Linked DNA regions of Mus musculus: regions 1, 2, 3 and 4 are each linked to region 5. The links are chromatin contacts, called in public Hi-C, HiChIP or PLAC-seq and promoter capture Hi-C maps. All regions are on one chromosome and are shown on one strand. Each heading gives the region's core, a stretch centred on a gene start, on an enhancer-like site or on the middle of the called end of the contact. The rest is flanking DNA. Distances are from core to core; before and after follow the strand shown. Region 1 holds the start of Pptc7 (PTC7 protein phosphatase homolog). Region 2 holds the start of Atp2a2 (ATPase, Ca++ transporting, cardiac muscle, slow twitch 2). Region 3 holds the start of Gpn3 (GPN-loop GTPase 3). Region 4 holds the start of Tctn1 (tectonic family member 1). Region 5 holds the start of Atxn2 (ataxin 2).

Region 1 (4,130 bases), core at 1,278-3,777, 570 kb before region 5:
GAGAGTACTGAACCCTCTAAGTACTTTTTCAAATACATATATAGCTATGATAAAGAATAATTTGTAAGCTGGGCAGTGGTGGCACATGCCTTTAATCCCAGCACTTGGGAGGCAGAGGCAGGTGAATTTCTGAGTTCGAGGCCAGCCTGATCTACAAAGTGAGTTCCAGGACAGCCAGGGCTACACAGAGAAACCCTGTCTCGAAAAACAAACAAACAAACCCTAAGAGTGGTTCACTCCAGGTATTTGTCAATGTGATATGCTCAGACCCAGGTCTAGAAAGTACTATTACTGCCAATCAATCAAACCACAGATTTCTCACAAAAATAAAATCAAGCCCAAAAAACTAGCTTGTAGTCAGCTTTATAAAACGACCTTTCCTGGCTCATCATCGCTTAACCTGTCCGTATGACTGCAGCTCCTGACATCTTTTTGGTGGTGTTGGGTCTTGAACAAGGGCCTCATGCATGGGTGGCAAGTTAGCAGCCTATACTACCCACGGCTCACTGTGACTTCAAAGGCAGCACAGACCCTAAGTTCCCCAAGCGAAGGGCTGCTGGCTGCCTAGGTGACTTGCAGAAGCCGCAAACGGCAGCCTCTCAATAGACTTCACGGCGAATCTGTATACTTCCAAACCTAGGGAGGCTCTCTGAAAGGTTGGTACCAATAGTGCGGTCTAAATACTACAAGATTTTTCTCAACACAGATGAAGAGGTTATTCATCAATTAAAATGAGAACCAACCCCGGTATCATGCTTACAAACACTCCATGTGACAAAACCAAAACTCACAAGGTTATCTGATTTGAAAATGTCAAGAGCTGGGAGCTGGGCACACACCTGTATCTTCAGCAAGAGCTGAAGGTCAGCCTGCACTAAACAGCAAACGAGCTACAAAGACACTGTTCACACGAAAAAGAAAGAAGGAGAAAAAAAAAACGGCAAACAATTACTGTCACAAAAACTATTATTTGCTCCGATGCCATATTTTGTCTAAGCCTATGAAGCTTTTAAGTAACCATAAACTCAATGTCACTGGAGAAGTGAAACCAACGTGACATTTGAACCTAGGCGCCAATGACAGTCTGTCCTTCAATATCAAAAGAAGAGCTTCCCGAACTGAAAGACCTTTAGTGGCATACAGGGAACTCTCCAAGGGCATACCCTAGGTAAAGTTTCTGACAGCTTGTGCATTTGTTTAGGCCTTTGGACAGCTCTCTCTCTCTCTCTCTCTCTCTCTCTCTCTTTCTCTCTCTCTCCTCTCTCTCTCTCTCTCTCCTCTAGTAACTGGGATAGATCTTAGGAAGCACCTGTGGCCTAAAAAGCTGTGACCGAGTCTCACAGCCTTTTTGGCTGCAGCCTACAAGCAGGTCCAGCCATTCTATTTTGGGTCAAGGAGACCTTTCTGCCACCCCCAAGTGACCTCAAGTAGACAAGCTGGGTTAGGGAGAAAGCACTGCTAGAATTTCTAACCAGGCCAGCAGTCCACCCACAACCCCACGGCCCTTCCCGAAAAGGATGGCAATCCGAGGACGGTCCAGGCAGCGGGAAGAACCCACGACGGGGGGCTGTGGGCTCCCCGCCGTCTGTCTTCGGGTCTGCTCCCGGATCCCGCAGCTGGGACCGGGCCGTGGCGTCAGGAGCTCGCCAAGAAGCAGGGATTCCCGGGGCGCCAAGAGGGAGGAGGGAGTGAGGCAAAGCGAGGTTAGCAGCCTGCAGGTGTCGCCGAACGAGGAGGACGAGGTCGCGTGGGGGCTGTGACTAAGAAGAGTGCGCGGTTCTGCACCGGGACGGACTGGACACATTCCCAAGGCGGTGACCTTGGGCACGTGGCTCCACCGCTCTGTCCCTCAGTTTCCCCATTTCTAAAGTGTGGGGATGGGGAGGGAGGGATCGTGAGGCAGAAAACGCATCTCGGGGCGCTCGGCAAGGCGCTGCGCTGCGCTCAGCGGAGGAAGCAGGGAAGACTCGCACTCCGGAGTCCCCAGGAGGCCGACTTGGGGCCGGGGGACTCACCCAGGACGTCGGCCGAGCGGTGGCGGGCCACGAAACACGCGTCGTCCCCGTAGCACGCGCCCTTCTTGAGCAGGCCCTTACGGAAGTCCTTGCCGAAGCCGCAGCCCGCCGTCACCAACCCGTAGTCGCCGCTGCTGCCACCACCGCCGCCGCCGCCGCCGCCCGCCCTGGGGTCGGTCTGCGACAGGCCGCCGAGCACGGCACGGGCCACCAGGCGTCCATACGACAAGACCGAGAACATCGCCGCCGCCGCCCCCCCGAGGAGGCGCGGGGCCCGGGGCGCCGGAGGACGCCGAGGCCCGGAGCCGGCTCTCTCCTCCGCCGCAGCCGCGCCGCCGGGGCGTTCCTCAGGGCGGCGCGCACTGGCCACTGCCGCCCCTGCCCGCCGCACGGGGCCTCGCACACGCTCTACCGCACGCACTGGAGCCAGAGCGAGGTCAGAGCCGGCGGCTCCTCCGCCTCAACCACACTGGGGTCCCGGCTGCAGCCGCCGCCGCCGCCGCCATCTTCCGCTCCACTAGCGTGTTCCGGGCCGCGCCGGCAGCGCCGCCCCCTCTCCGACCCCGCCCCGGCCCCGCCCCCTCTCCGCGGCTCAGGTCCAAGCCCCGCCCCCTCGGACTCGCAGCCCTATGTAGTCACCGGAATCGAGCGTGCGCAAAGGGTGTGGGCGCAGTGTCTCCTGGAAGTCGTAGTTAAGAGTTATAGTCGCTTTGGTCTTGGCTACCTGTGATCCAGGAGTTAGATTTACCAGAGGACTGTAAATTATTGAGAATGACCGGTAGACTGGGTTGTTGGGGGTTTTTTTTGGGGGGGAATTAGAATGGGTGTCCTGTTTTGATTTTTTTTCTCTCTCACCACCTTTTTTTTTCCCTCTTCTGATTTTTTTGAGATAGAGTTTCATCAAGCACAGGCTGACCTCAGACTCGCTCTGTCACCAAGGTTGGCCTTGGATTCCTTCTGATCTTGCCTACAGCTTCTCAAGTTCAAGGATTACAAATTATGTGCCACTATATCTTGTTTAACAGTTTCTTCCATACACACCACATACACACACCCTCTCTCTATATATATTCCTTTACATAACTGTAAGAAACCAAGATTGGGATTCTACACCATCTAGTATACTGGGTGAGAAACGGCAATCCTAACATTTCCATTATTCCTGTGTCTTGAAAGCCCCAGATCTAGTACCCTAGATCCTAAGTTTGACAGTCAACCTGGCCAAGCAGGTCTTTTTCCTGCCTCTGATTTGGAGGCCTTCAGAAACTGTGGAGGGCTGAGAGAACTGCCAAGATGAGGCCTCTTTCTCCAGCCACAGCTGCCTTCTCTTTTCAAGAGGGTCATCCCTTGGCAGAAAGAAGGGGTCAGGCATGATGGCCTATAGCTCTAATCCCTGGCAGTTAGGAGGCAGAGGTAGGCAGATCTGTGAACATGAGGCCAGCCTGATCTACATAGTGAGTTACAGGTCAGTTAAGGTTACATAGACACCCTGTCTCAAAAAAGAAAGAAAGAAAGAAAGAAAGAAAGAAAGAAAGAAAGAAAGAAAGAAAGAAAGAAAGAAAGAGAGAGAGAAAGAGAGAGAAAGAAAGAAAGAAGAGAGAGGGAGATAAAGAAGAGAGGGGGCACTTTCTATTTTATTTTTTCTAAAACTCTTGGCCTATTTGAACAAAGATCAAACAGCCTTCCCCAAATATTAACAATTGTAAGTTATTTCCCTAAGAAATTATTTCAGTTGAGTAACAGCAAAGACTCTTTATCATCATCATCGTCATTACTGTTCTTTTTTTTTTTTTTTAAGATTTATTTATTATTATATCTAAGTACACTGTAACTGTCTTCAGACACACCAGAAGAGGGCGTCAGATCTCATTATGGATGGTTGTGAGCTACCATGTGGTTGCTGGGATTTGAACTCAGGATCTTCGGAAGAGCAGTCGGTGCTCTTAACCACTGAGCCATCTCTCCAGCCCGTCATTACTGTTCTTAAGAGAACTTTTTAAGCTGAGCAGTGGTGGCGCACGCCTTTAATCCCAGCACTTGGGAAGCAGAGGCAGGTGGATTTCTGAGTTCGAGGCCAGTCTGGTCTACAGAGTGAGTTATTCTTATTTTATGTGT
Region 2 (4,527 bases), core at 991-3,490, 790 kb before region 5:
TTAAACTGTAGGCACTCAATAAATGATGAGCAGATGTTGGGGACTGTGCTTTGTACTGAGTATGGACCAGACAGACAAGCTTCATTCTCAAGTCTGGATGCCCTTACAAGATGCTAGGAGGCAGGCACCGAGCAGCTAAACAAAATCTACAGTGTATTTTCCATAGAAAAGTGCTAGGGCAGCAGAGACCCTTGAATAATGTGATAGTAGGCATCCTGGGGAGGGGAGCTGCTTTAGATAATAAAGCATCTTTCCGGGGGGTGGGGGGGACTCGGGGATTTAGCTCAGTGGTAGAGAGCTTGCCTAGCAAGCTCAAGGCCCTGGGTTCGGTCCTCAGCTCTGGAAAAACAAAACAAAAAAAACCACCAAACATCTTTCAGGAGGGGACCGGACAAGGAGGAAGATGGCCTGAGGGAAAAACTGGGAACCCGTGTTGTAGGGTGCACCTCCAGCCCCTGAAGGAGGGGACTACAGAACAAAAGCCAAACCCAGTGAGCATCACAGACAAACTAAGAGAGGTCATGACCTTCCTACTCTCAGTGCCCCTTGCTGTAGGTACGACAGAACTGGAATCCAGCTAGGAGGGAGACCCACCAGCTCTCCATCCCTCCCACCCTCTCACCCCCCACCTCGCAGGCAGTCACCTGATCCTCCAGAAGAGGCTGTGACCTAACCAGTTTCCACCTTGCTTCTAGGGAGTGCATTGCTATACACTAGAATTTTTGTTTGTTTGTTTCGTGTAGGGTTCTGTTGGTCCTGTTCCAAGTATCAATCAGAACTGCGTGCCAGCCTCCACTCCTTGGAAATAATTAAATGAAGTGACGTACTTGATTTTTTTTTTCAGTCGGGTAAAGCACCATGATTTGCATCTGCTGAAGGAATCTATCTTAAGTCTTGAGGCGGAGCCTTGTGGGACGTCTCAAGTGATTGGGGGGGGGGGGTGGCGTTGCTAAACACTCAAGAAGATGAAATGCTTTATTTTGCAATCTATGCCCTTCATGAAGCCGCATTTTGTGAAGATATTTGCAAATTCAATGCAAAGGGCCTCCTCCCTGTTAAGTATGGCTTCCCACATTCCTCTGCTTTTTAAATTTATTTTGTATGTTTTAGACAAGGTCCAACGTGGAAGACTGCTCCTAAACTCCTTCAGTGTCTGTCCATGACCTTGAACTCTTGATCCCGTGGCTTCCACTTCTGTTCGTGGGATCACAGGCGGGCTCCGTATAGCCTCTTTATATTGGCAAAATTACCTTGCATGCTAGGCTCTGTACAGACCTCACAGAAACAACAGATGATCTGTGGTTTAAGAATAGATTTGGGATTGAAGGCTCCTTCTCTCGCATTGGGGGAAGTGGAAGTCTTATATAGCAGCCATCATTTGGAAGCCAAAGCCAAGCCACCTAGCATAGCTGCTACAGCATAACCTGTGACTTCTATGCAGACGTGTGTCAAAGGCTGTGTGAGCTACTAAAAACGAAATAAAACTTCCTCCTTCCTCCCCCAAGAGTGGGATTCCCTGTCGGGGCACAGAACCCGCAGGGGAAGGAAGGGCTGGTGTTGGCGTGCGATGGAGATGAGGCTTTCGGCTGGGGGTGTGGGATGCGGTGTTCCCGAGGCGACAGATGAGCGCTTTTGGCTGTGTGGGAAGGGAACTGCGGAATTCCTCCCCTTGGTTGCTGAGGGGGGCTCTGAAGGAGACATTAGGATGCAGAGCACGGCTCGCGCTGCCCAGGACGCGGAGGCAAGCCAAGGACACCAGTGCGAGCGCGCCTCGGCCCCCCTGCGTTCCCGAGCCTCCCTGCCAATGCGCGGTCCCAGCCAGTCCCCAACCTCAGCGGCAGGGCAACCAGCACAGAGCGCCCACCCGTGAACTCCGCGCTCTATCCCCGCGCGCGGTCGATACGGGAAAAGCCGTGGCCCCGGAAAAGTCAGGCTCACCCTCCGCCCGCGCCGGTGGCCGCAGCGCATCGAGCACAGCGTGGACGCAGAGGTGGCCCTGGCCCCGTGCGCGCGCACAGGCGCCGCGCGCGGCCTCGATCCGGGTTCCTGGGGGGCGGCGCGCGGGAGGAGGCGGGGCCTGCTGGCGGCGTGGGCGCGCGGTGCGCGCGCGCGGGAGGGCGCCGGAGGAGGGGGCGGGGCCGCGCCGCCCGCGCCGCGCTGGGGGCTCTCTCGGCCAATGAGCGGCGTCCACATGCCGCGGCGGCGGCGAGAGGGGAGGCAGCGGCGGATAAATGCTATTAGAGCAGCCTCCGCGGAGCCGTCCCCGACGCCGCCACCTCCCGTCTCCTCCGCCGCAGTTCCCTCCGCCGCCGCTGTCGGGGGTGCAGAGCTGAGGGGCTCGGGCCGGCGCGCCGCGCAGCTCCTCTCCCGTCGCCTGCCTCGCGGTTCCCGGCGCCGAGGGCTCGGCCCGGCGCCGCTCCTCATCTGCGCCCCGTCTCCTCGGCGCAGCGCCCGGGGCCTGCGCTGCCCGCGGCCGGCTGGCAGCTGCTGAAGCGACCCACACTCGCGGCGGGGCGGGAGGCTCGCAGTCCCTCGGGCGGGCTCGGCGAGGCCGGGCCGCGTGCGGCGGTTTCTGGGGGAGGGGGCTCGGGTGATTCAGCGCCCCGGTCAGGCGGAAGCGGCCGCCGCCGCCGCGGAGGAGGAGGAGGAGAAGAAAAAGGAGGGGACAGCTGTCCGCGCCCGGGCGCCCGCGGTGGCACGAGCCCGCGGCCGGAGTGCGAGGCGGTAGGCGAGGAGGCCGCGGGGACGCGAGGCGAGGCCGGCCGGGGCCCCCGCAGCCATGGAGAACGCTCACACAAAGACCGTGGAGGAGGTGCTGGGCCACTTCGGGGTCAACGAGAGCACGGGGCTGAGCTTGGAGCAGGTCAAGAAGCTCAAGGAGAGATGGGGCTCCAACGGTAGGTGCGGGGCGCCGGGGCTGCAGCGGCGCGGCGCGGGCCCGAGCGCCAAGGAAGATGGCTGACCCGGCTCCACCTCGTGGGGCTTGGCTCGGCGCGGCGCCCGACGGCTGCGAGAGGCCGGGCGGTCCACGCGCGGGTCTGGGCCATCGCCGACCTCTAGGGGTCTCGAGCCGGTGACCTTCCCGGCCGGCGCTCAGCGAGTCGGATTGGGGGGGGGGGAGAGGGAGTGGGAAGGAGGGAGGAGGTTCCTGCGGCTGGGCTGAGTCCCCCGCGGATTTATGAGGCGTCGATGTTGTTGAGAAACCCTCGGACCGTTTCTTGTGCTCCCCAAAGTTGCACATCTGGCAGAAGTGATGACCCAGCTGAAATGACTGCATGGTCCTGGAGGCCGGAGAGGGCTTACGGGCAGTTCCGAGGCCACTGATTACCAGGGCTGAATAATTTTCTCGGGGTATCAAAGTGGAGACAGATTGTTGTACGTTCATACACCTATATCCGCCATTCAGACAACGATGGTGGTGAATTTAGCAGTTTTTAATAAAAGCGCTAATACAATATCTTCATTTTTCTTTCTGCTTTCCTCCTGACACGTTGCTGTCGAATTTCGGCCTTCTAGAATTGCCGGCTGAAGAAGGTAAATAATATTAACATGTTATTTTGGAGAGATGATGTGTGCAGGCTGATTGATGTGGACAATTGAAACAAATGGTTTGTTTTTTTTTTTTTTTTTTTTCCTTTCCTTTTCTAACAGGAAAAACCTTGCTGGAACTTGTGATTGAGCAGTTTGAAGACTTACTAGTTAGAATTTTACTGCTGGCAGCATGTATATCTTTCGTAAGTATTTAAAAAATTATTTTGTCTCCCCATAAAAGTTGAAAGAATTTCGTTGGGACACCAGAAAATAAATAATTACCATTGAGTTTCCGTGTTTAAAAACAAACAAACAAAATAACTCAAGAATTAGAGGGGGGAAAATGATAGAAGCTGTTTTGCTTAGGTTACAGTGCAGTGAGAGGTGACCCCTGACTGCGCAGGGTCTCTGGAATTCTTGTGTCTCACCAGTTTTTAGTATCAGAAAGTTCCTCACTCTAAGTCCTTTTCTGTTGGGGTTCTTCCATTTGTTATCATGTTGTAAGATCACACTACGATGATGTTGGGCACTCTGTAAATAGATCGTACAAAAGGAATATTCCAGTTGCTTTGCCTTCCTGGTGGTGGCAAGGTGACAGTTGTTCCTGACAGTGACAAGAATGATGACGGCAGTGATGGCACCACTGTTGACCAAATTTGGTCACTGACCTCTAGGGTGGCATCTAACCTGGACCCCTGTCTTGAGTGATTCCTAGAGTAAGAGAGCAAAGTTCAGTATTCTTGGTTCTAAATATTAAAGAGGGAATAAAGGTGAAGGTGGGGTTTTTGTTTGTTTTTTTTTCTTTCTTTCTTTCTTGTTCTGTATGTGCTTGAGCCAGTGTGGTTGCTAAGAAACTAGAGAAATGCAGAGAGAGACCTGCCTAAGAAAAGCTAATGGGGACGGCAAGGGTAGTTCTAGGTTATTAACATTTTACTCCAGGATTTTTTTTTCCTGGGCAGTGGACCTTATAGTTTCTTTTAAATGGTGATAATGGTA
Region 3 (4,761 bases), core at 84-2,583, 660 kb before region 5:
TCTCCCCTCTCTGAGCCAGTGTCCACCCAAGCCAAACTGCACCTCCAGGGAAACCCTGGGAAGGCGATGAGACCAGAGCTGCAGATCTAGATGCAGGGCGTGGGCTCAGGATGTTTCTTTAACACAGTCTACAAATTAACGTAGGTTACAGAAATGACCTCCTCCACGCTCCACGCTTCCTTTTGACAGCCTGTTCTCTCTACCTAGGACAGCCCCACCATACAGATGCACTGTAACTGACAGGTGAGCTGTGTACCTTCCAGATCAGATGACAGGCCCTGTGGAGTCACACAGCCATCTCTAGTACTCTGAATATTGTATTTATTAAATATTAAAATGATACAAACACCTCTATAGACTCTAGGCATCCCTCAAATGTCACCATTGCCGTTTCTACTGTGCTTAAGTGTCCTTAGCATCATTCTCTTAATATGTACACAAAGAAACACTGTATCACACAAAAAAAATAAATATAAAAACTAGAGCCAGGCAGTGGTGGCAGACGCCTTTAATCCCAGCACGTGGGAGGCTGAGGCAGGCGGATTTCTGAGTTCAAGGCCAGCCTGGTCTACAGAGTGAGTTCCAGGACAGCCAGGGCTACACAGAAAAACCCTGTCTCAAAGGAAAAAGAAAAAAATGCCCACAAACAGTGCATATCTACAAACTTATCTGAAACCCATACTCCAAACTTCTGAGAAAAAGGGAAGAAAAGACCCCATACTGGGTGCGTGGCAGGGGGCCTTGTCTGGAATTAGACAGGGGAAAAAAAACCAAAAAAACAAAAAGACCAACAACCCAGACTCAGATTCCGGGGCGGACCTAAGTAAGCGTATGATTTTGAACAAAATAAACCTTTCTGTGTTTGTAATCTGTAGAATGGGTATAGGATCAAGCACACAGAATGGATATGAAGACACCTGGAACGACCAGGGCAGTTCCTGGAGCAAAGGTGTCCTGCAGCTCTGTCTGGGTGCTGGACAGAACTGAAGTCTTTTGGGAGGACAGAACAAGCTCTTGAGCGCTCAGCCCTCTCTCAAGCCGCTCAAGAGCTATTAAAGCTGCTATCACTCCCAGACAAACAAAAAAAAAAAAAAAAGCAAGGTACAAGCAGAGAGCAGGAAGCCGTATACCCAGGGTTTCCCCGGAGCCCAGCCACCCACGCACCGCAGCTCCTCCAGGCTCACCTTCCCGCTGCCCGCGGGGCCCATGACGAGCTGCGCATATCGAGGCATGCCGCCTCTCCGGGGGTTTCACACACAGCCGACGGCCACACTCCCTTCAGCCTTCGCGCGACAGCCACGGCGTTCCGGGGAATGTGCGTAGGAGCCAATCGCAACCACAGATCGCTCGTTCAGCACGGGTATTTACTACACCATAGACTACGGAGCGTCCCCAGGGCCAAAATGCCTTCCGAAACGCGTGCCGTGCTCAGAGAGGAGGCGGGGACACGAGTTCGTTCACGCGTGCGCAGAGAGAGAAAGAGAAAGAGCCGAGAGCCGTTATCGGTTGGGCCTCCGGCGAAGGCGGTTGCCTAGGTGATAGCGGATCGCGAATTACGCTCCGCGCCCCCGGGCCGCAGCACCGGTGCTTGGGTTTGACACATAGGGTGACAACCGAAGGTCTGCAGGTCCTCTGAGGGTCTAGAATACTGAGGTGGATAAGGAATACTTGCTTTAGGGTGCGTGTGGATGGATTTGCCCTGACGCGTCCTTGTCAGCGAGAGATGCCCAGGCGCAGGAGCCTGGTTACCTGAGGTTCCTCCGCCCTCGGGTCTACAGCTCCAGGAACTCGGGTCTTCCTCCGCACCATCCGGCGGCCACTTGAGCAGGGTCGGAGTGGGGAGAGCCGGAGGCCGCCGACTCAGAGCCGGTGTGGTGCACGCGTGTGGACGGGATGCCGAGCCGTTGGCCCGGGGTCGCGGGGCCGCCCGCCTTGGCCCGGACGGAAGGCGGTGAAGGGTGAGGCGGCCTTGGGAACCCCTGCCGAGGAGGCGCGAGACGGGGGGGGGGGGGGGGGGGGGGGGAGCGGGCTCTAGCGGGGCTCGGCTGCCGAGGCGGCCTCGGAGCAGGACAGAGACTGAGCTTTCGGGCTCCTAACCTGGCGGGGAGCCGAGGGTCCAGCCGCCTCGGGCCTGGGAAGGTTTTAACTGTCCCCTAGATGGCTGAGGACAGTTGACTTCTGATATCACAGCTGGATGCCATGCTTCCCTGTCCCCCTCCTGGCCTCCTTCCTTAAAAAAATCAAGAGGCGGGATGACTGGGATCCAACTAGGCCCACAATCATGGCTCTTGTAGAATCTGAATCCGTGGCCATGAAATAAAAATATATTTATGTTTATTAAGTACATTATTATTAAATGTACATTTTATTGTAAATATATATTTGGTGCTAAGACTTTTTTTTTTTTTTCCCCGAGACAGGGTTTCTCTGTGTAGCCCTGGCTGTCCTGGAACTCACTGTAGACCAGGCTGGCCTGAACTCAGAAATCCACCTGCCTCTGCCTCCCGAGTGCTGGGATTAAAGGCGTGTGCCACCACTACCCGGCTACAGGAATCAATTTCATTTTTTGAAAAAAGTAAAAAGACCAGATCCATGATTGGAAACAATTAACAAACCAGCGTACTAGTTCCAGCACAACGTAATTGTTCTTTCCAGGACAGAAATTACTTCTATTAAAGAACAAGAAAGATATCATGTGGCTAAGTACAGGAACCAAGCAAACTACAGGCTTGATCTCACTGTAGAATTAGACTAGGACGCTATGAGACCAGATTTACCTAAGTCCTTTCTGGTAAAGTAAATATTAGACTAGGGATCCAGCTTGGTGGTAGTAGAGCACTTGTATAGTGTTGGTTAGCCCTGAGTTCTATCTCCCAGTAACATACACACACTCACACGTTCATCCTAGTATGCTAAAAATCTGACCACTCACTTAGAAAAAGCTGTATTCTTTTTTGTAGCCAATCTAGAGGAGAAACTTGGTAAGACATTGATGGAAACAGGAAAAAGTCAAGAGCGTGTGCAGCTGTCTCTGTTTTCAGACATCCAGTCCAGCTGGGAGTGGTGCCGCACGTCTTTAATCCCAGCACTCTGGAGGCAGAGGCAGGCGTATTTCTGAGTTCGAGGCCAGCCTGGTCTACAGAGTGAGTTCCAGGACAGCCAGGGCTACACAGGGAAACCCTGTCTTGAAAAAAAAAAACCCAAAACATTCAGTCCTCAGTGGCTATGAGGCTGCCAGATTACATTATGCGTGTTCTTTGCTAACAGATCAGCTGGACATTCTTATCCCCAGAATTCCAAGGGCACTGGCGAGCAGCATAAAGCAGGTAATGCATGTGGATTACAGATTTGAGAGAACCCAGGTTCCCTGTAACTAAGTACACAGTGCAGTGTTACCAATCGGCAAAATGGCACAGCAGCTAAGGACACTTGTGGTCAAGCTGGACGACCTGAGTTCAGTTCCCCCAGAACCCACCGGGTAGGCGAGGACTCTCCTTTTGAGTTGTACTCTTTTAAGAGTTTCAAAGATGAGCTCTTTACCTTTTGTTAATATATAATGATTTTTTTTAAAGTACCAGTGAATTGTAAAAGAAATATGTTTAGAATTAGCAACGGTTGGAAAGTGCAGGGCTTTACACCTGTTGTTTACACATGCACTATTGGGGAGAATCCTGCATGAACAGCTTCGGAAACCATAAGCTATTTCACAGGAAGCACTTTCAAAATACCACTTTGCTGATCAAGTTAAGAGAGAGAGGAAAAGAAAGCCTCTAAGGGCCTCTTAGTAACTTTGCAGGCTAAGGGTTAAGGGGAGGTCGGGTGTGCTGGCCTTGGTGACATGGGTGTTTGTGCAGGGGATGCCAGAGGACAATTCTGTGGGTCACTTCTCTCATTCCGTTTGACAGTCCAGGGACTGAGGTCAGATTGCCAGACATGCTGGGCACATCCTTTCCCATCTTGTCAGGCCTGCAGCTCATCTTTATTGCACTGAACTGCTGATGAGGGATCCCGAGTATCATTTGGTGTTGATTCCAGATGTTTGTGCTGCACTTTAAAATAAAGGGCATACTCTATATTCTCTCAAAATGTAACTCTGACTTAAAATACTATAGCTGCTTCAGGATAATCACTGGTAGTCATAAATATGTATTACTAATAATCTTTGTCTCAGAAAGTCATATAATTAATGTCTTTGCCTACAGACAGAATCAAGGAGGGACACAGAGTGTACGCACACATTGCCAAACTGCAGGAGTTATGGAAAACTACTCAAATCCAAACAATTCATATCCCTAAATCAATGACAGATGCATCTTTTCTAAAGGTAAGGCAGAATTTTAAATTTTGACTATGGTGTGTGTGGAGGTCAGCGGGAAGCTTGTGAGAACCAGTTCTCTCCTTCTACCCTGTGTATCCTAGAGGTCAAACTCAGGCTGTCAGTCTTGGCAGCAAGTGCTTTGCTTGCTGAGCCATGTTGCCAGCCCCTGAAATGTTTCTGAAGGATGCCTGATATCAGGTCCAGGGTCTCAGCATCCGAAGCAAGCTCAGCGACCAAGCTCTGGGTCCAGAACTTGTGTCTGAAGATAAACTATGTAGATAGAATTAAGGCTCTGTAGTCTTCATGGCATACGTGACATTCTGTCAGTGAGTCCATGAAGGGAGCCCCTTGCAGAGCTGTGGTGGTGTAACACTGTGGAGCCTGTCCACTTCTTTTTCTTCTAGCTTTGGACACCCTTTTCTTGACTCTGGGCATCTGTACTT
Region 4 (4,589 bases), core at 266-2,765, 550 kb before region 5:
CTGGGAAGAAACTCCAGCATAGGTGACTACTATATTGCTTATATTCATATATTCAGTTTTGAATAATGGAAGCGTCACATTTAGATGTGTGCTTTTATTTGGGTGCACACACTCATGCAGGTGCCCCCAGGGACCAGAGGACCGGTTTATATCCTTTAGAGCTGGAGTAACACAGGTGAGAAGCCACCATGCTGGTGCTGAGAACTAAACCCTGGTCTTCTCCAAGCAGCAAGGGCTCCTAATGGCTGAGTCATCTCTCTAGCCCCTAGATGGACTCAGTGAATTATGATGGAAAGAAAGAAAGAAAGAAACTAACAAATGAGTCCCCACTGTCCCCTAAGGCTTTCGAAATGTATGAGCAGATAACAGTCTACACCTTGAAGTCAAATGTCAGAAAATTACATTGAGGCTTGAGACTGGATAAAAGGATTTTGAGAACTTTTCACAGAATGATTTGAAGCACAGGGCTGTAAGACTTAAGGAAGGGCTGGAGAGATGGCTCAGCGGTTAAGAGCTTGGGCTGCTCTTCCAGAGGTCCTGAGTTCAATTCCCAGCAACCACTTGGTGGCTCATGTCATGTCTATGACTGTCTCATGGGATCTGATGCCCTCTGCTGGTGTACATACATACAGACACAACACCATATACAAAAAACAAAACAAAACAAAACATAACTAACCCTTAAAAAATACCTGAGAGACAGAGGCAGGTGGTTCTCCGAGTTCGAGGCCAGACTGGTCCACAGAGTGCATTCTGGGACAGTCAGGTCTACAGAGAGAAACCCTGTCTCAAATTCCTCCCCCATCCTCCCCCTACCAGTAAACACACACACACACACACACACACACACACACACACACACACACACACGATGAGAAGAACATTCCAAATGATATAATCATAAAGGCAGATATGGAGGTTGGATGCGGTGGTGCATGCCTGGCATGAGGCACTGACATAGGGCTGCCTTGGGTTCGAGATTAGTCAGGCACAGAGAGATCCCGTCTAAAAGAACCAAAAAGTTAAGAATTCTTTTGTTTCTCTTATCATAAATAAATCCGTGGACAGAAGTGCTCTGGCGACCTCCTGCGATGTATCCAAAGGCAAAGAAAGTAAAGAAAGTGTTACATGGGGTAAGAAATTCAATGTAACTTAAAGGAACCAAGTCACTTCTAAACATGCGCTGCGGGTCTTTTATTAGAAATACTCTCTTCTAGGCTCTGCCCTAGTCTTGACTGACTCCGAATTCTGTGAGGCTATAGCTGGGAATCTACATTTTTAAAAAAAAAAAAAAAAACAACCACGCAGCACCCAAAGTGTCACAACAGAAGTTTACATCTTCCGATTTTCTGAGGGCTCCTTAGAAAGAGCTGTCTCATACCCCGCCCCCACCGGCCCCGCCCCTCCTCTCCGATTCCGCCCAGGCCCCGCCTATAGCCTCGCCCAGCTCCCGCCCCATTCGCGGGTCTGACTTCAGGCCCCACCTTCTTCCGCAGACCAGTTTGGCCTCGCGAGCCCTTTCCCGTGATACCTAGCGCTAGGCTGTGACTGTTGCCCGGGCAACAGACGGGCCTAGCTCCCCGGCGCGGGCTACTCTGCTAGGCCATGGGGTCGCGGGGTCTCCCGCCGCTCCTGCTGGTGCTCCTAAACTGCTACACCTCTTCGAGCACCCAGGTCATTGCCATCCCGGCTGCGGCCACCCCAGCAGTGACGAAGGAGGATCTCAATTCCACCAAGGCCACCCCCACCACTCTGCAGCCCTCCCTGTCGCCTAGGACCCCGGGAACTCCCAGGGCACCGGAGCGCTCTGGCCCCAGGCCTACCCCGGTCACGGACGGTGGGTACAAAGGGGTGACCCCCCTGGAGCGGGTACACCAGCTCAAAGTTACCCCCTTCTCAGCCTCCCTGTCGTTACCCTCAGGGGGAGATCGGATCTCTGGCACACAAATGCGGAGGGCGGGGCTCAGTTACTCCCTTTTCCGCATCATTGCAGACGGCTGCAGTGGGGTACTAGATAGAAACCTACAGAATGAGTTGAAGGCAGTACTGGTAGAAGAAAGAGTGCTAAGTGGATCTTCGTCCTCTCCACGCAGACACACGGACATGGGCATCCCAGTTGTGTCTAGATTACTGAGAGCCCAGCAGATATTTTCAGGGTGATTAAGTGCGTTTTAGACATTTTTTACCAGCTAAATGGAGTTATTAAACACACCTGTTTCATCCGTATCTACTTACCGCTCGGAATTTGAAGCTTTGGCAACAATTCGTGGTTGTAAATTTAAACACATGAGGTAGTGGACTTAATTGCTCTCTCCCTTTTACCCATCCCAGTGAAGGGAGTATGGCGTTCTTTTAGTGAGTACGCGCAGTTGTCCATGGCTAGAGAGGACCTAGTCAAGGAGGAGCTAATTTGTCTTTCGGACTAAGAAAGCATTTTTCATTTATCAATAAAACTCCCCTTTCCCTTCGTGCCTTTCCAGAGCGTTATACCACTTTCGGGGGGAATTTTTTCTAAATCTTAAAAAAGTATTTTAAATTGTGTGTGCATATTTGTATATGTTTGTGAGGATGGGGTGGATATATATTGGCGCCCTTGGAGAACCGAAGTGGGGAGCTGGAGTTTGTTTGAGAGCTGGCTGACTTGGGTCCTGGGAACAGAAGTTAGGTCCTGTATACAAGCAGTATGTGCTTTTAACTCCTGAGCCATCTCCCCAGCCTGTTCTAGAACCATTCCAGTCTCCTGCCTTCGCCTTCTTTCCTAACTTTGTTCCTGACAGGTTTGCTAAGTGACCCAGACTGGCCTGTAACCTGACATCTTCCTGACTCTGCCTCCCAGTTGCTGAGATTCCCAGGTGTGGGCCTCCCAGCCTGCCTCCCATCTCTAGAGCTTGTTTTTTTGTTTTGGTTTTTTTTTTTTTGTAAATTTTGAAACCATTCATTCATACAAATAAGAATGCTATGACATCCCGTCAGCATTTGGCTAAAATTCTTTGTTTGAAGCCTGAGATTATTGCCCCTCTTCCCCAAAAGGAAACCAAACATTACAGTTAAGATGCAGCCCAGGGGGCTGGAGAGATGGCTCAGTGGTTAAGAACACTGACTGCGCTTCCAGAGGTCCTGAGTTCAAATCCCAGCATCTACATGGGTGGCTCATAGCCATCTGTAATGAGATCTGGTGCCCTCTTCTGGTGTGTCTGAAGACAGCTACAGTGTAACTCATATAAATAAATAAATTAAAAAAAAATCAAGCCAGGTTGTGCAGGTGGTACACTCTTTAATCCTGGGGAGGGGTGGGGGAATCTCTGAGTGTGAGGCCAGCCTGATCTACAAAGTGAGTTCCAGTCAGGGCTACACAGAGAATTCCTGTCTCAAAGAAAAACAACAAGAAACAAACAAACAAACAGATTCAGTGACACCTTAGCTGGGGAAAGGCAGGAACCATGGTGGAAGGCACCTGTGACCCAAAGTAGCCTCTGCTTCAGGAAGCAAAGAGCAAACAACCAAAATTGCCAAAGCCCTGGATGCATTATTTCCTCTCTCCTCACAGTAGTCTGTGCCATGAATTCAGTTTGTTATCTTTGTGCTATATATTGTTTCTTGTTGTTGTATGTTGTGGTTTTTTTTGAGATTATCTTATCTATCTGTATGCCATATACGTGCCCCGTACCTTCAGAGGCCAGAAGAGGGCATGAGATCCCCTGGAGCCAGAGTTAGAGATGGTTGTGAGCGGTCCTGTGGGTTGTGGACACCGAAGTTAGATCCTCTGCAGGAGCAGCCAGTGCTCTATCGCGATCACCCCGCCTCTTTAGCCCTCTGTTGTTTCTTTGAGAGGGTTTTCTCCATTGACAGAGATAGAATGAGCAGGGTAGTAAAGACAGTAGTAAACTGAGCCAGTCTATCGCGTGCTCAGTACTCTGCGAGGAAGCTCTCCCTTCTGCTCTCGTGGAGGTTCTCTGCCTGATCGATGCGAGTCCTGAAGACTCAGTCACAGTGGCTGTCAGGGTGGCTGAGGTCTGAGTTGCTGTCTGGGTGGGGGTGGGGGGATGTCCCTGCCTTTCCTCCATGTTGTTGTTGTATCCTGTCATAAATGCATTACCTTATATTGTAAAATTTTAAATTACAAAAGGACATCATAAGCCAAATTAGGAACATTTGATTATTGGTCAGGATCTTACGACTTTGAGTTCAGCAACCGGCTGCATGTGAGGAAAGGGACAAGGCTGCCAACAGTCCTTCCTTGGAATCTGCTCTGAAGGAGACGTGTAGACCCCTGCAGCCACCTTAGGGAGACACTGGGGTGGGGTACTCAAAGTGACTTGTGTCCATGAGCGACTTTTCCCCCAGTAGGAACCAGACACCGTTGTGACATTGATTTCTGGCATCCCTTGGTGGCAGGGAGCAGTAACATCTCACTCACCCTCTGAACCCTCACTGACCTGTCTCGTAGTTGCTGCTCTGTGTGTCTGCGACCTGCTTCCGGCACAGTGTGATGTCAACTGCTGTTGCGACCCTGACTGCAGCCCTGCAGATTTCAGCATCTTCTCTGCCTGCTCAGTCCCAGTTGTCACGTAAGCATACGACATTGTCAC
Region 5 (4,446 bases), core at 139-2,638:
ATTCAAAGGCGCCTTCTGCTCCGCGGACGAGGAACAGCAATGCGGATCGGCCACCACCCGCGCGCAGGGGACCTTGCGGGGAAGGAGGGAGGCGGGCCTGGAGGGAGCCGGGCACTCCCACCCCTTCCCCAGTTGGGGGGGGGGAGGGGAAGAACGGCCCGCTGCGGGAACCCCGCCGCCCCAGATCTAAAGGGGGATGGGTGCGTTAGGCCGCTGGCACCCACCTCGCCTCCGTCGCCCACCTTCCCAGGGTCTGCGGGGCGGGGGATAGATATGCAGGACACCCGGCTTGACCCTACCTGGGGCGGCTGGGCCTCAATCTCCCCTCCTCCCTCCCGACTCCCCACCCGGCAAAGAGGCTCATTTCAGGAGAGGATCCCCCCACCCCCTGCGACCCGCACCCAGGCTCAGCCGCCCTTCTATCGGGGGGGGGGGCGCAGCAAGGGGGTGGGGCGGGATACCAATCGCCCCTGGCACACCCGGGAGGGGCAGGGGGCCGCCAGGGCCGTCCATCTTGGCCGTCTGGGGGGAGGGGACGCGATGGTGCGGGAGGCTGGACACGGCCCGAGAAGCCCGAAGGAATCTGCCGGCGCCTCCCGCCCCTCCGCGGGCCCCCCGGCACATCGCGAAGCCGGCCGGTCACGGGGCGCGAGGCGGGGGAGGGGACGAGCGGCGCGGGATCGGCCCGGCGCGGAGGGGGCTGGGGGAGCTGACACCCACCTGCCCAGGCCGGGACGCCCGCCGCCCGCGGCCGCCGAGGAAGACGCCACCGGCGCGGCCGGGGCCGGCACCACGGAAGCCGAGGTCACCGCGGCCGAGGCCGGCGCGGCGCCGGGCGACGAGAGCAGGCCGCCGCCGGGCTTGCGGCCAGTGGCGGGCGCGGGCGGCTGCGGCTGCGGCTTCAGCGACATGGTGAGCGGCCCATACACCGGCTCGCACGCCGGGCGGGGACAGCCGGGTGCCGGGCGCGCCGAGGAGGAGACGCCGGAGCGCGGCGGGGACGCGCGGACGCCGGGCGGGCAGGCGCGGGCCGGCGTGGCCGCGGGGGCCAGAGGCAGCAGGACAACGACGAAGGGGCGGGGAGGCCCGCAGACACCGAGCAGCCGCCGGGAGCCGGGCCGGGACGCGCCGTGGCCGTTGCTACCAAAACAGTCTGAGGCGCAGGGTGGCGAGCGCGGCCCGCGGGGAGGGGCGCCGGGGCCGCGCGGGGGAGGGCCGGCGGAGGGATACGCCACCGCGCCGCCCCGCCCGCCGCGCCGCGCCGTCCGCGGGAGCGAGCGCCGCGCGGCCCAGCCCGCCGGGCGGCGCGGCTCGGGGTCCCCCGCCGCGGGCCGCTGAGCGGCGGCGGTGGACGAACGCATGGGACCCGGGCTGGCGGACGCGGACGGGGTTGACGCGGGCCTGGAGGGCGCGGAGATGCGAAACAGACCCGGGGCGGGGGAGGTGTCGGGGGTGGGGGGGGGGACTCTTTACCGGAAGTCGGAAGGGTCAGGCGGAAGTCGAACGTGAGACGGCCCGGGGGGCCGATCAGGGACACGTGAGGAGCGGGGCGCAGCGCTGGGCCGCGTTCGCTCTCCCCGGGGTCGAACTAGGGCCGTGGAGGGGGCCAGGAGGGATCCGCCCTCGCCAAGGCGGGTCTGAACTTCGGGATCTGCTTCGGGGACGGGCGCCGTGAGCTGCTCGGGTGTCCTCGACCCCCTTGGAGGACCTTGATTTCACCCCACCCCCACCCCACCAAATCACAACTTAGAGGATGGCCTGCGGGCACCTTCGGGGCGGGGACCTGCAATCGGGGCCTGGCACACAGTAGGCCCCCAGGTGCCACTGCGTGCCGACTTGCCCTGCCAGCGTGGGGAAGCTTGCCGCCTCAGAAGCCACCGCCAGCTGCTTCACTTTGCCCCACTTTATTCACCCCGGCGAACTGTTGGGTCTCTGACCTTCATTTGAACCCTCTTTTTTTTTTTCCCCCTAGCTCGCTCGGACTTCTTAGTTCCTCCTTCAGGGGACCCGAAGGGAAATGGACCTGATTGGTAGTAGAACTGGGTGATGGGGTCTCCCTCGGTGAAGACTAAACAGACTTTCCCAAGAATGTCAACTTTAGACCTTGACCCCTTTTAAAAACTTTTACTTTAACTCGGGAAGGCCACCAAACACTGGTCCGTTTTTTTTTTTAAGGTGTTGTAATTAAATTGGAAACAAATGGTTAACTTTTTTCAAATGAGTTTAAATTGGTTTTTTTTTTTTTCTTTCTTTTCTAAGTGAAATTGCTTAAGAAGGTGATGGGCCGAGGGAAAAAAAAAAACCCTCAACCTATTAAAGTCATTCCAGTGAATTAAAGGCAGGCATGGTGTTCTTGCCTGTAGTACGAGCACTTGGGAAATGGAAGGAGGATTAGACAGTCAAGGTCATCTTCACCTTCATGAGGGAATTCTAGGCCAGGCTAAGCTACAAGAGACCCAGTCTCAAGAAGGGGCAATTCAATGAAGAGTTACCCCTGGTTATGGCACATGCCTTTAATCCCAGCTCTGGACAGGCAACTGGATCTCTTGAGTTCCAGACTTGTTGGTCTACATGGATTTTTTTTTTTTTAAGTAGCTAGCAGATAGCTCAGAAGGTAAAGGCCCAGGCTGCCTAAGCTCACCACCTAACTCTCAACCCTGGAGCTGGCATGTGGAAGAAGAAAACTTAAATGCTTGGAATTGTCCCCAGCCCTCCACCCTTGGATTGTGCCACACATATATAAGCAATATAAGTATGACCTTGTCGGTGGTGGTTTTTGTTCTTGTTTGGTTTTTTCCGAGACAGGGTTTCTCTGTGTAACAGCCCTGGCTGTTCTGGAACTCACATAGATCCACCTGCCTGCTGAGATCAAAGACCTGCTTCACCATGACTGGCCATAAATATGACTTTAAAAAAAAAAGAGAGAAAAATGGATCTGGGGTGTCAGTTTTAGATAGGGAGTATAGCATTGCCTCTCCAGCTCCACACCCCTGGTCCACCTGTGAATAATTAAAAAGAAAAACTTAGAACGTATATAAGAGTTACTAGTAGTCCAGTTGAAATTCAATTAACCTACATAGCCCAAATAAAAATTGTCATATTTGGTGAACACTTTCTAAAAGGTCATTGTTATTTCCCAAGAACATGGAGAGAGGGAAAGTTAGCCTTCCTAGATGTGGTGGTCCTTGAAAAAGTGACCCTGAAGAAGCCTGACATGAAAGCAAAGCCTTGAATCCCAGCATTCGGGAGATAGAGGTCACAGGGAAAAGAGTTCAAGGCCAACCTTGGCTACTACTACATAGTACATTTTTACCAGCTCTGTGAAACACTGTTTCCAAAAGAAGCCAAAATAAGTAACAAATCTAGGGTTTAAAACATTACTTGAGCCCGGCAGTGGTGGCGCAGGCCTTTAATCCCAGCACTTGGGAGGCAGAGGCAGGTGAATTTCTAAATTCTAGGCCAACCTAGTCTACAGAGTGAGTTCCAAGACAGCCATGGCTAGACAGACAAACCCTGTCTCCAACCACCAACCCCCCCCCCAAAAAAAAAAACAGTACCTGATTCCTAAATTGAAAATGAATTCGTAAAATATATACTAATACCGGTAAGTTCATGTTAAAGGTTTTTTTTTTTTTTAATTTTATGTGCATTGGTGTTTGGCCTGCACATAGGTCTGTGTGAGGGAGTCAGATCCACTGGAAATTTGAGTTATAGACAGATGTGAGTTGCCATGTCGGTGGTAGGAATTGAACCCTGTCTTCTAGAAGAGCAGACAATGAAATTAACCACTGAGCCATCTCTCTAGCCCCTTTAAAGTTGTTTTGTTTTTAACAAGTCAGTTTAACTCTTATGTGTATGGATTTTGGTGTTAACATGTGTGTGCCTGGTGTCTGCAAAGACCAGGAGAGGGCATTGAATCCCTGGAACTGGAGTTGGTGGTTGTGAGCCACCATATGGATGCTTGGAATTGAACCTGGGTCCTCTAGAAGAGCAAGTAGTACACTAACCATTGAGTGTTGAGGGATCTCTCCAACACCAAGATAAGCTTTTAAATAACCGAAAGGAAAACAGGGGAGAAAAAGACTAAGAAAAGACTTACACCAACCGAACAGCTAAGGCCAAGTGCCAAGCACATTGGGAAGGGAAGAGAATTTGAACAAGACTTCCTGACACTGATAGCTACGTATAATAAGAAATGGCCTGAGGACCTGAGTTCAAGCCCCAGAACCCATGTGTTAGAAGAGACTAGGCTCCTACTATAGTTGTCTGCTGGCTGGCCACAGGTGCACACCCACACACATGTAACACAAAACAAATACTTATATGGAAAAGAAAAGAAAAGCTAGCTGTAAAGTTCTAAATTAAATTTTACAGGTACTAGGCAAGAGGCATGTGAATGAACTTGGTAACGGCCATACCTTAGTCAAACCTCCATGTCTGAAACCT

Evidence for each region. A called contact is a pair of places that touch in the nucleus more often than the background predicts. HiChIP or PLAC-seq counts read pairs in DNA pulled down with a chosen protein or histone mark. Capture Hi-C pulls out chosen DNA fragments and counts their contacts.
Region 1: a contact with region 5 is called in a promoter capture Hi-C map of adipose tissue. The contact joins the promoter of Pptc7 here to the promoter of Atxn2 in region 5. A contact is called at or near these places in 1 of 115 datasets of contacts at active chromatin or transcription factors (pancreatic cancer cells) and 1 of 9 other capture datasets (adipose tissue).
Region 2: a contact with region 5 is called in an H3K4me3 HiChIP or PLAC-seq map of pro-B cells, with 2.9 times the contacts expected there. The contact joins the promoter of Atp2a2 here to the promoter of Atxn2 in region 5. A contact is called at or near these places in 1 of 39 promoter capture datasets (pre-B cells), 1 of 484 Hi-C or Micro-C datasets (embryonic stem cells) and 3 of 115 datasets of contacts at active chromatin or transcription factors (astrocytes, large pre-B cells and pro-B cells).
Region 3: a Hi-C map of brain shows a contact between it and region 5, with 6 times the contacts expected there. The contact joins the promoter of Gpn3 here to the promoter of Atxn2 in region 5. A contact is called at or near these places in 1 of 39 promoter capture datasets (cranial neural crest), 2 of 484 Hi-C or Micro-C datasets (CD4 T cells and brain), 1 of 115 datasets of contacts at active chromatin or transcription factors (embryonic stem cells) and 1 of 9 other capture datasets (embryonic stem cells).
Region 4: a contact with region 5 is called in a promoter capture Hi-C map of pancreatic islet. The contact joins the promoter of Tctn1 here to the promoter of Atxn2 in region 5. A contact is called at or near these places in 2 of 115 datasets of contacts at active chromatin or transcription factors (astrocytes and embryonic forebrain) and 1 of 9 other capture datasets (pancreatic islet).

The regions. Positions count from the first base shown.
Region 1 is chr5:122,282,795-122,286,924 of GRCm38.p6, reverse strand. It overlaps Pptc7 (PTC7 protein phosphatase homolog), which reads right to left and starts at 2,527. Exons shown (of 6, transcript NM_177242.4): 1 at 2,016-2,527. The coding sequence starts at 2,256.
Region 2 is chr5:122,499,938-122,504,464 of GRCm38.p6, reverse strand. Atp2a2 (ATPase, Ca++ transporting, cardiac muscle, slow twitch 2) reads left to right here and starts at 2,240. Exons shown (of 20, transcript NM_001110140.3): 1 at 2,240-2,897; 2 at 3,517-3,534; 3 at 3,652-3,734. The coding sequence starts at 2,780.
Region 3 is chr5:122,369,080-122,373,840 of GRCm38.p6, reverse strand. It overlaps Gpn3 (GPN-loop GTPase 3), which reads right to left and starts at 1,333. Exons shown (of 8, transcript NM_024216.2): 1 at 1,185-1,333. The coding sequence starts at 1,232. Fam216a (family with sequence similarity 216, member A) reads left to right here and starts at 1,499. Exons shown (of 7, transcript NM_026883.4): 1 at 1,499-1,958; 2 at 3,268-3,326; 3 at 4,203-4,324. The coding sequence starts at 1,894.
Region 4 is chr5:122,261,386-122,265,974 of GRCm38.p6, reverse strand. It overlaps Tctn1 (tectonic family member 1), which reads left to right and starts at 1,515. Exons shown (of 14, transcript NM_001039153.3): 1 at 1,515-1,837; 2 at 4,448-4,568. The coding sequence starts at 1,606.
Region 5 is chr5:121,708,551-121,712,996 of GRCm38.p6, reverse strand. It overlaps Atxn2 (ataxin 2), which reads right to left and starts at 1,388. Exons shown (of 25, transcript NM_009125.2): 1 at 721-1,388. The coding sequence starts at 1,361.